Regions from separate parts of the Sus scrofa genome. Here all the other regions are linked to region 4. A link is a contact called in public HiChIP or PLAC-seq data. All regions are on one chromosome and are shown on one strand. The core of a region is the stretch at or near the end of the contact, and the rest is flanking DNA. Distances in the headings are between cores, read along the strand shown.

Evidence for each region. HiChIP or PLAC-seq counts read pairs in DNA pulled down with a chosen protein or histone mark.
Region 1: an H3K27ac HiChIP or PLAC-seq map of alveolar macrophages shows a contact between it and region 4. The contact joins two enhancer-like sites. A contact is called at or near these places in 1 of 5 promoter capture datasets (fetal liver) and 2 of 2 datasets of contacts at active chromatin or transcription factors (alveolar macrophages and skeletal muscle).
Region 2: an H3K27ac HiChIP or PLAC-seq map of alveolar macrophages shows a contact between it and region 4. The contact joins two enhancer-like sites. A contact is called at or near these places in 1 of 47 Hi-C or Micro-C datasets (embryonic fibroblasts) and 2 of 2 datasets of contacts at active chromatin or transcription factors (alveolar macrophages and skeletal muscle).
Region 3: an H3K27ac HiChIP or PLAC-seq map of alveolar macrophages shows a contact between it and region 4. The contact joins two enhancer-like sites. A contact is called at or near these places in 1 of 5 promoter capture datasets (fetal liver), 1 of 47 Hi-C or Micro-C datasets (fibroblasts) and 2 of 2 datasets of contacts at active chromatin or transcription factors (alveolar macrophages and skeletal muscle).

Annotation. Positions count from the first base shown.
Region 1 is chr9:20,859,551-20,862,250 of Sscrofa11.1, forward strand. The region is part of intron 6 of TMEM135 (transmembrane protein 135); the gene reads left to right. Among named protein-coding and RNA genes, the nearest start is that of TMEM135, 120 kb to the left of the region's middle. Within about 2 kb of position 1,356, at least 4 of the 83 cell types and tissues checked have an H3K27ac peak or open chromatin away from gene starts, as enhancers often do. A contact at or near this core is called in alveolar macrophages, where this site is marked.
Region 2 is chr9:20,889,476-20,892,255 of Sscrofa11.1, forward strand. All of the region lies in intron 7 of TMEM135 (transmembrane protein 135), which reads left to right. Among named protein-coding and RNA genes, the nearest start is that of TMEM135, 150 kb to the left of the region's middle. Within about 2 kb of position 1,431, at least 3 of the 83 cell types and tissues checked have an H3K27ac peak or open chromatin away from gene starts, as enhancers often do. A contact at or near this core is called in alveolar macrophages, where this site is marked.
Region 3 is chr9:20,957,482-20,960,181 of Sscrofa11.1, forward strand. All of the region lies in intron 8 of TMEM135 (transmembrane protein 135), which reads left to right. Among named protein-coding and RNA genes, the nearest start is that of TMEM135, 220 kb to the left of the region's middle. Within about 2 kb of position 1,295, at least 4 of the 83 cell types and tissues checked have an H3K27ac peak or open chromatin away from gene starts, as enhancers often do. A contact at or near this core is called in alveolar macrophages, where this site is marked.
Region 4 is chr9:20,713,008-20,715,707 of Sscrofa11.1, forward strand. It overlaps FZD4 (frizzled-4), which reads right to left. Exons shown (of 3, transcript XM_005667210.3): 3 at 1,988-2,700. Among named protein-coding and RNA genes, the nearest start is that of FZD4, 7.1 kb to the right of the region's middle. Within about 2 kb of position 1,299, at least 28 of the 83 cell types and tissues checked have an H3K27ac peak or open chromatin away from gene starts, as enhancers often do. A contact at or near this core is called in alveolar macrophages, where this site is marked.

The DNA of each region.
Region 1 (2,700 bases), core at 106-2,605, 150 kb after region 4:
CTCCAGCACTTATTGTTTGTAGACTTTTTGATGATGGCCCTCCTGGGTGGTGTGATTTGCATTTCTCTAATAAATAGTTATGTTGAACTTCCTTTTATGTGTTTTTTGGCCATCTGTATGTCTTCTTTGGAGAATTGTCTGTTTGGATCTTCTGCCCATTTTTTTATTTTATTTTATTTTTTTTTTCGGTATTGAGCTGCTTTCTAATACCATACACAAAAATAAACTCAAAATGTATAAAAGACCTAGATATAAGACCAGATACTATAAAACTCTTAGAGGAAAACATAGGCCAAACACTCTTCAATGTAAATGACAGCAACATCTTAGATTCACTTCTTAATGACAATAAAAACAAAAATAAACAAATGGGACTGAATTAAACTCAAAAGTTTCTGCACAGCAAAGGAAACCCTAAATAAAACGAAAAGACAACCCACAGAATGGGAGAAAATATTTGCAAATGAATCGACTGACAAGGGATTAATCTCCAAAATTTATAAACACCTTCTACAGCTCCTTTGGTTTTATATAACAGAAACCAGCTTGGTTAGCTTAAGACAAAAATAGGAATTAAGGGAAGGACACTGAGATGGCTCATAGAATTGAAGGAAGTACTAAACAATCAAGTCTCAGGAAAGACCAGAAGCAGGGCAGCTGTGGGGAACTCAGCAGTAGTGTCTTTTAAAAAATATGATGCGCCCATTAAAGTGACCCAGCTCCAATACCTCCACCATGCCTTTACCCTGTTCTGATTGACCTACTTTGGGTGTAGTGTATCTGATCCCGGATCAAATGACCATAGAAGGTTGGGGGACAGGGAAGTGGGGTTGGGGCACACAGTCCAAATATGACCTTTGGAATATTCTTCATGAATTAAATAGCGTCCTGAATTTTGTCTGTGACATCTGCTGTGTCATACATATTCATGGGGCTTCTATGTGGTGCAGAGGGTCAAATCCCTATTTGATATATGATATGTGTCATTGTTATTGGTCATGTACCTAAGACAGTGACAAATCTGAATTTAGAAATCTTTCCTCCAATAGTAATTGAAAAAAAAAATAGTAATAGAAATCTTTCCTCCAGAGTAGATTATATTCTCTGTTATATTCTCTGATGTCCCATGGCACTTGGTTTGTGATTCTGTAGTAGCGTTATCTCTCCCTTTCTCCCCCGCCCCCACCCCTCACGTGCTCCTTTCTCTTTTACTTCTGCTTCTCTGTCATTAACTGGTAAGCTCTTCCAGAGCAGAGATTTTATTTTAGTCATATCTGTATTCTAATGAGCCATTTCTTGAGAAGATCTTGTGAAAGAGTGTTCAGGGAGAGTGAACTATAAGTAAATTAGACTCCTAGATGGAAGCAAGCTTGGCGAATTTGGTTTGTAGTCAAGAAGACTCTTACGGGTAGACAGCATGGTATAAAATGAGGTTGGAAAAACAGGCACAAAACAGTTCATATTTAGGACATTGTTGCCATGGTAAGGAGTTTAGATTTTATTTTACATTTAATAAAAAACTGTTGGAGACTTTTAAACAAGATTGATAGGGTATGCCTTTTCAAACAGTTAGTCTTGCTGATTTGGGAAGAAATAATTTTAGGGGCAATGGGCAGCAGTATTGGAAGCCCTGGGGCCAGTTCTCAGGCTGTTATAGAGGATTATAAGAGCTCCACAAAATTTAAATGTCGTGTATATAGGTAAATTTTGGTTAGCCTCTAAAATTTATATTAATTTGTTTTACTCTTTTACCAAAGCAAAATTTGTAATCAGTACACAGAATATGTCTCTCTTAGTGCCACCCGCCTTCTCTTCTATTAGCTGTTTTTAGCAAATATATGAAAAAACAATATTGTATTAAGATCTGCTATGAGGCATGCTCCAGTAAATTTTTACTTGTACTACTGAAAATATTATAATTATTTCTCTAGTAACAAGTTTTCCCTGAATTGCATCCTGATATACTTTTTTGCGTGGGAAACAAAAGGGTACATTACAGCTAGCGTGATGTTAATTATCTATAATCTTGGGAATACCCATGGGAGCATTAAGTCAAACATCTTACAGGTCACAATGCAAAAGAGGTTACCTTTTTCAGATGAAAGGTAACCTATTTTATTTTTATTAGAGTTTGTATATATGCAAGTGATTTGTTAAAAGTGCTATGCACCTATAGAGCATTTTATTACTTTGAAAAATAATTATGATTCAATTCTTTATTAGTAGGCTTTTGAAACTTAATTTTTATAGCTGTCTCTTCAGAAGTGGACCTTTGTGCTTATGTACATAAATGGATATTTTTAGATATATAATGGTATAACATTTTTTCTTAATTTTACTTCACTTTAATAAAATATTCTAAGGTATTTTATTTAACAGTTGATAATTACCCTTTCATTTAAAAATGACAGTTTAGGTGACCATAATTAAAACAATTGCATTATTGAACTTTTTAGCAAAAATTTAGTATACTATATTTTATGCCTTTTTTTTAAGAAGGAAACTTAGTCCTTGATAACAGTATGTAGATTTAGAAGTACCGTATTTTTTTTTTTGTTCATATAGGACACTGTTTATAGGTATAAACACGTGTGGATGAAAGGGACTTACTGATTGTACCATTATGAATATGATGTTTTTAAAATGACATATTTTCCATTTTTGGTGTTAAAAATTGCTAATAAAATACTCTATGAAATA
Region 2 (2,780 bases), core at 181-2,680, 180 kb after region 4:
ACAAATCTCTCCTTACATATATGATCTGAAGGTATTTTTTTCCTAGTCCGTGGCCTATTTTCTAAGTAGTATTCTTTGAAAAATTGTAAATTTTGATGATATTCGTTTGTTTTCTTTCTCCCCCTTTCTTCCCCTTTCTTCCTTTCCTTTCTTCCTTCCTTCCTTCTCCTTTCTTTTCTCTTTCTCTTTCTTTCCTTTCCTTTCCTTTCTTTTCTATCTTTCTTTCTTTGTATTATGTCCAAGAAATCTTTTCTAACCTAACGCAGGGTCACAAAGATTTTCTCCATGTTTTCTTCTAAAATTTTATAATTTTCAGTTTTACATTTAGGTCTGTGATCCACTTGAGTTGGGCATTTGCATACAGTGTGAGGCAAAGGTTCATCTATTTATTTTGTATATGGATATCCAATTGTCCCAGGAGCATTTGTTGAAAAAACTCTTTTTTGCCGATTGAACTACTTTGATACATTTGTCACAGGTCAATTAACTATAAATGTTAGGGTTTTGTTTCTGGAAATTTTGTGGTGCTGGTTCTGCTGAATAAGATGGAGGAAGTTCAGGCTGTCTCTCCCACTGATCAACAAAAAATGCTGACGTGAATACATAAAGCAACCATCTGAGATCTCTAAAAAGTAATCACAGGAGGTTTAGGGAAGGAGGTCAAAACTGGACGTGTGATTGATAGCAGTGGGCTTCCTTTTCCCTCCCACCCACCGTCATTTATCTTCTGGCTTGGTCTATAGGGAATCCTCTATTCTTGTTCCCCACAGTGGGTCCAGGCAGAAAAAGCTCTAAGAGAATCCCCTTCTTCCTCTGTGTATGGCCAGAGAATTGCAAAGGGAGGGCCCCTGCATAAAGGAGACTGCAGAAAATCACCATCTTCTTTTGCTGTATTTTGGTTTTATTCTTCTGGTGGGAGAGCGGACGGGCCCTAGTCATGAGGCAGTCCTCCAGCTGTGGCGGTACTCGTGGCAGTGGCATTCTGAAGCCCTTTAAAACTCTGAAAGAGAACTTTCCTCTTTGACCAGAGAAACTGGAAAAAGGAGCCCCTGTACCAAAGAGTGTAGAGAGAATATTTATTGTTTTTTGCTTTCTTCTTTTTGCTGCCACTTCACTCCTGAGACAGATGTAATTGTAGGAAATATGCAACCTAATGGGGAACCAGAAAACCCATTGTAGGCAGAAGATTGAGAAAAGGGATGTGGGAAACAGACTGTGGGGAAGAACATAGAAGGGCAGGAGATGAAAGGGCAGGAGAGAAAGAAATGACCTAAATCTGTGTCTGAAGCCTGAAATTCACTCTGAGCATCTGGGGAACTTAGTTGAGGAAAAATAAAGGCTTTGAGAGCTGAACTATAGCATAAACCGCTGCCCTTGGGTAGCACATGTGGGGAGAGATGGAAGAGCCCTGAAAAGTCTTGCAAAACTGAAGATGATACTGAAATCACAGCCCACAGAGAGTGGGTTGGGATTTGTGGTTAGAACCTAACAGGGTTGATTGCCTACAACAACGACAAAAACAACAACAAATCAATTCTGCAGAGGACCAAGAGTCTTTCACATGACTAAGAGTGAAATAATACAAATCTCTAGGATGTAATTCAAAAGTAGTTAACAGGAGTTCCTATCGTGGTGCAGTGATTAACGAATCCGACTAGGAACCATGAGGTTGCGGGTTTGATCCCTGCCCTTGCTCAGTGGGTTGACCATCTGGCGTTGCCATGAGCTGTGGTGTAGGTCGCAGACGTGGCTCGGATCCTGCGTTGTTGTGGCTCTTGTGTAGGCTGGCAGCTACAGCTCCGATTAGACCCCTAGCCTGGGAACCTCCATATGCCACGGGAGCTGCCCAAGAAATGGCAAAAAGACAAAACAAACAAACAAACAAACAAAAACAAACCAAAAAACCCCCCAAAAGTAGTTAACATTGGAGTTCCTGCCATGGCTCAGCAGAAATGAATCTGACTTGTATCCATGAGTTTCAGGTTCAATCCTTGCCCTCGCTCAGTGGATTAAGGATCTGGCATTACCCTGAGCTGTGGTGTAAGTTACAGACACGGCTCAGATCTGGTGTTGCTGTGGCTGTGGCATAGGCCAGTGGCTGTTGTTCCATTTCAGCCCCCAGCCTGGGAATCTCCATGTGCCATGGGTACGGGCCTAATTAGACAAAAAAAAAAAAAAAAAGTATTTAACATACTGAGGACTAGGAAATCATAACCAAGTGTAGGAAAAACAGCAATCAACAGGCACCAACTCTATGATGACCTTGATGTTGAAATTACAATAAAAAGTTCTCATTGTAGCTATTATAATATGTAAACACTTTCACACCCACAACATGCAGAAATTCCCAGGCCAGGTATTGAACCTGCGCCACAACTATAATCAGAGGCAAAGTGGTGACAATGCCAGATCTTTAACCCACTGAACCATGAGGAAACTCCCCTGTAAATACTTTTGAAATGAATAGAAAGATTGAAGTTCTCAGCCAAGAAAAAGAAACCATAAAAAGGACCAAATTGAAATTTGGGAACAGAAAATTAAAATAACTGCAATATTAATATTAAATGTTAAAAAGGAAGTAAAAATTCATTAGATGATTTCAACAGCAGAGTGATAATTATCTTCACTTGGAAAGATGTGAAAAAAAGTGAAGTTGAAAGAAAAGTGAAGTTGAAGGAAGCATGATAGTAGTTGTACAATCTGAACAATAAGGAGAGAAAGACTAGAGGAAATGAACAGAGATTAAGGATCTGAAGGACAATAGCAAAGGTCTAACATTT
Region 3 (2,700 bases), core at 45-2,544, 240 kb after region 4:
TTAGTATATATAGACCTACCTCATAGTTTTTAGGAGTTTCCAAAAATGTTATATATCTCTAAATAATTCCTTAAGCCCCATTTCTACTGTTTACAGTTTTTCACTATTACAAACTGTCCAACTGTGAACATTCTTTTAAAAATATCGGAGGAGTTCCCGTCATGGCGCAGTGGTTAACGAACCCGACTAGGAACCATGAGGTTGCGGGTTCGGTCCCTGCCCTTGCTCAGTGGGTTAACGATCCGGCGTTGCCGTGAGCTGTGGTGTAGGTTGCAGACGCGGCTCGGATCCCGCGTTGCTGTGGCTGTGGTGTAAGCCAGTAGCTACAGCTCCGGTTCAACCCCTAGCCTGGGACCCTCCATATGCCGCAGGAGCGGCCCAAGAAATAGCAAAAAGACAAAAAAAATAAATAAATAAATAAATAAAAATATCTTTGTGAACATGTTCCAGTGTTTCTATGAGCTAGATAGTTACCTACGTATGGATTCTGAGTAAAAAATATCCTAATATATTCAATTTTGACACATATGGCCAGATACTGTCCTTCACAGAAGGCAGTACCGCTCTACTTTCCCTCCAAGAACCGTTGTTGAGTCCGGATCTTAGTTGCTGTCGGTGATCTCTACCTTGTCAGTCATGTGATCTAAAATGCAGTTCCTCCTCTCTGCCTTGCTTTGTATTTCTTTGCGAACTGGTGAGCTTGAATGTCTTTTCATTGGTTTATTAGTTATTTTGATTTCATGCCCTCTATCCATTCCTTATTTTTTATTTTTTTTGCTGATTTGTAGACACTCTTTATATGCTGTATTTGTTTTTTCCTGTTAATAGTGTTATATCAGCTATTATGTAAACAGCAACCATAAAATTGTTGTGGCACATAACAAGCAAGTTGGCTAGGCCAGCTCTGTGTCCCACTGCTTCACATGTCTTTGTACTGCAGCCCAGGCTGAGGGCACAGAAGCTGTAAAGGGGCAGCTGTCCTATGGCAGCGGCATGAGGTTTGTCTACACCAGCATCAGCAGCAAGATATCCGTGTATGTGCATCCTAAGTATTACAGTCCAGTGCACACAAATATCTGCTCATTTACCAAGGCATTTTTTGTTTTTTTTTGAGTTCCCCAGCTGGAGTTCTGAGTTGTTTTTGTTGTATAAATCATACTTGTAAGGTATTGTCTTTCCAAAACATTCAACTCGGTCTCCATGGAAAGAAAAACTTTTTTCCCTTTTGGTTTATGTAATATGTAGGTCAGTTACATAATTACATTAACAAATACAAATGACATAAACGCATTTGGGGATAAACACAGCTGATTCTTGGCAAGCATGTAACTCAACTAGTATGAACAGATATATGTGGTCACATTTAGTAGTATTTTGTTTTTTTTTTTTAATCTTGTAGAAGTCAGTGTGAACATTTGAATATTTTGCAGAGAAAACAGAATCTAAGATAAATATATCTTATTAAATGTAATATCTCTTTTTTTTTTGTCTTTTGTTTTTTGTCCTCTTAGGGCCACACCCACGGCATATGGAGGTTCCCAGGCTAGGGGTCTAATCAGAGCTTAGCTGCCAGCCTACACCACAGCCACAGCAATGCCAGATCTGAGCTGTATCTGTGACCTACTCCACAGCTCATGGCAATGCCGGATCCTTAACCCATTGAGTGAGGCCAGGGATCGAACCTGCAACTTCATGGTTCCTAGTCGGATTCATTTCCACTGTGCCACGACGGGAACTCCCTAAATGTAATCTCTTAAATGGAAATTGCTTAAGAGAATTTTACTGTAAAAACATATTTAAAAAGATTTACTAACATCTTTTGTCTCCAATATCATTCATCATCACTGTTCTTTTTTCTCTGCCTTAAAGTTCTCAAGATTTGATTTCTACTTTGTTTATTGTTTTTAGGGCTGCTCCTGCAGCATATGGAAATTCCCAGGCTAGAGGTTGAATCAGAGCTACAGCTGCTGGCCTACACCACAGCAACTCGGGATCTGAGCCACGCCCTCAACCTACACCAGAGCTAAGGGCAATGCTGGATCCTTAACCTACTTAGCAAAGCTAGGGACCAAACCTGCGTCCTCATGGATACTAGTGGAGTTTGTTACTGCTGAGCCACAATGGAAACTCCCTGATTTCTACCTATAAAAAAATTTTTTTTATGGGGAGATCAGTGGGTTAAGGATCTAGCCTTGCAGTGAGCTGTGGTATAGGCCACAGATGTGCCTTGGATCCTGAGTGTGGCTGTGGCTAAGCCAGCAGCTACAGCTCTGATTCTACCCCTAGCCTGGGACCCTCCATGTGCTGTGGGTGTGGCACTAAAAAGACATATATATATATATGGTTTTTTTTGGCCTATTTCTTATCTTAATAGAGCCAAACTTCATAATCATACTTTTATTATAGGAACCAGCTTATACATACAACTTGGTGCTTATTTATTCTAGCCTAAAAATAACCGAGGTTCAAGAATTTATGGAATATATGCTGATTCAGTGTTATTTTAAGTTAATTTGTTATATTGCAAAATTTCACAAACAAAAGCATTTTCCTTTCAAGGAAATAAACAGCAATACTTAATGTTTTAGAAGATCCTAGATTTTTAGAGTAGGGAGCAAATTAGAGATTATGTACAACACTGTCACTTTTCTGGAATCTCTGAGGGTTTTTATGACTTGTCTTAGCTCACTCAGCAGTTGG
Region 4 (2,700 bases), core at 49-2,548:
TCTGCGGCATCAGCAGGCCATATTTCATCTTTGCATAGACCACACTTGACCTTTCTTCTGCCTTTTCTACAAAGAGCTCCAGGGGCCTTTGTCCTCATCCCTTCTAAAGTCTCACAACATCCCTGTGAGGTAGGAAAAGATTCGGGACCGCCTAGATGCCCCCTTGGGAGAGGCCTGGGAAGCAGCCTCCCCCTCCCAAAGCCCATGGCAGCACACCTGGGAGAGCAGAGGGACCCAGCCTCCAGGGCCAGAGCACTCATCCTCCCCTCAGAAGCCTTCTGGGATGACAGTGGTCATGCACTGAATATTGCAGGCGATGGGGGAGCCATAGAAGCTTGGAGGACACAGCTCACCTAGGACCCCAAGCAGGCCTCTACAAGTCGCCTGGGTGAACACCGGGAATTTGCTGGTGCAAGGAAGGGAAGCAAGGCCAATCAGAAATAGAAACAAGCAAGTGGGTTTATCAAGGAGAAGAGGCCCATTGGGGGGATCCAGGGTTCATCTCCCTCCTGGAAATGCCCCATGTATCATCACCGCACATGAGCAGGGCAAGAGGCAGCAGCAAAGAGCTCTGCCCAGGCCACAGTGAAACAAAATCCATTATTTAAGGCTGTGGTATCTGATCCTTGGTAGGAGCAAAATGCTCTCCTAGGAGTTTCCAAGATCTACAGCCTCAGCCCAAGAAGAAAAATGAGAACCCAGGTCCTTTGCCAGATATAATACAAACCCAGACGGGGACTCTGAACCCAAATACAATAAAGGAACAGAAAGAACCTTTGGAGTCCGATGACTTGATATAATTGGCTGGAAGAGCAACCCTTCCGGATCCCCTCCATCTCAGAATGAAATTCAGGCTGTAGATGGGTCCTGAATGCTTCTTGCAGAGCCTGCGCCTCTTCCCCAACTGCGGTTGTGGCCACCTCGCCAGAAGCCGAAGATTGCACCATCCTGGCAAAATCCCCTTAAACTGAGGCTGCCGAGTTCCTCTTTACACACTCAGGTTCCGACACTGAATTTAGTGACCAGGAAGCTGAGGGGCGGGGTGGGGGGTGGGCAGAGAGCACCAAGCCTGGGGTGCTAATAAAGGCACAATTCGGAATCCAGATACAGAAGTTTCCCAGGTTCCAGGTTTGGGGGGTGCAGGTGAGAGGGATGTGGGGGCGGGGAAAGCAAAGTCAGAGAGCGTCTCAGGGAAATGAAAAGTGTCACCCCTCCACCGGTTCAGGTCTCTGAGTAAGCTGCCAGCTCAGAAGCCGTCTCAGAGATCAGGAAACGGGTCTCCAGAGAGGAAAAAGGATATGAATCAACCGAGTAGCTCCACCAGGCGGCTTTGGCCAGTTCCACCCTCCCCATGTTCCTCTGCCCTGAGGTGTGGCCTTTATGAAGGAGGAGAAAGGAGTTTTTCAGAGAGGAGGCTGGACAGAGGAGCCCCTGGGCCCTGCTGAGGCCAGGGGATTTAATAGGAAGCTACGGTCATACCTATTTATCCCAGATTTCAGAGAAAGAGAAAGAACCCTAACCTTTTCCCCAGCAAGAAGCTGTCCTCAGATTCACCGGGTATGAGTCACTGGAAGACCTCCAGCCCTCAAGTGCCTGTCCCTGAGGTCACATGAGATGCAGGAGCTCATGTCCTTATGGCCCCTGTTCATGGTCTTCCTAGGAGATTTCCACGCCGATTGTCATGAAACAGAGCTGATGCTTTCCAGCAAAACCCCTGTAAATCAATTTGCAAGGAATCCTGGGAAGGGATGAGTGACGTGTGAAAGGGAGAAAGACCCAGAAAGAGGGTTCTGGGACGGAGACGGAGAAACAGGCGGCGGTGCGATGCAGAGGCCCCGCTCCTCCCGAAAGACCCAGGCGCGTCCCCATCCAGCTCAGTCAGGAGAACAGCGCTTACCCGCCCCACCGACAACCCCTAAGGTGCTTAACACAGGGCTTTACGTGCAGTTGGCACTTGATAAATGTGCTGATAATTCTGAGAAGTCGCTTTTTTTTTTTTTTTTTAACAGATACCAACTTAAGAGGTGACGGAGTCACTTCAAGGGAACTGGTAACTGACGCCTCAGCCACAAAGCTCCTTTCCTGAAACCGTTAACACTCTCCAGGGTCTGGAATGTGAAAGGAACAGCCGATAACCCTGTGACATCGCCAAGGCTACGCATCCAGTCTGCACCCATGGCCACTTCCGAGCAAACATACTTCCCCTGAGAAGGCGAGAGATGTACGGAAAGGACATGTTGCAACACAGCAAGCTCCAGAACTCAGGCGTCCGGGTCCACCCAAGAACTCATCATTACTAGTAGAGCACCCGTTCTGTGCCTGGCCCGCTGCTAGGTGCTGCCTTGGTCACACAGTCACGGAAACATTCCAAGAACTGCATCACGAAGCCCTACACGCCAACAGCCAGGCCAGCACCCAGCTGCCTGGTCCTCCTTCCCCTTTCCTGGGCCGGAGTCGCCGCACAACTCCCAAGACACTGGAGCGGAGCGTGAGTAAGGGCAGGCTCTGCCCCTGGGTGCAGGCTCCGGGGCCCTGGCCAGCTATGGGAACCGTCTCCAGGCAGCACAGGCCGGTCACATGCTACATTTCATAGGCGACCTGGTCTCTGATGGAGTTCAACTGGTCCTTCTGGAGATCGCTTCTCATGTTCCTGGAGCCCTGCCCCAGAGTCCAGCCAGGCTCAGCACACACAGCAGGGGC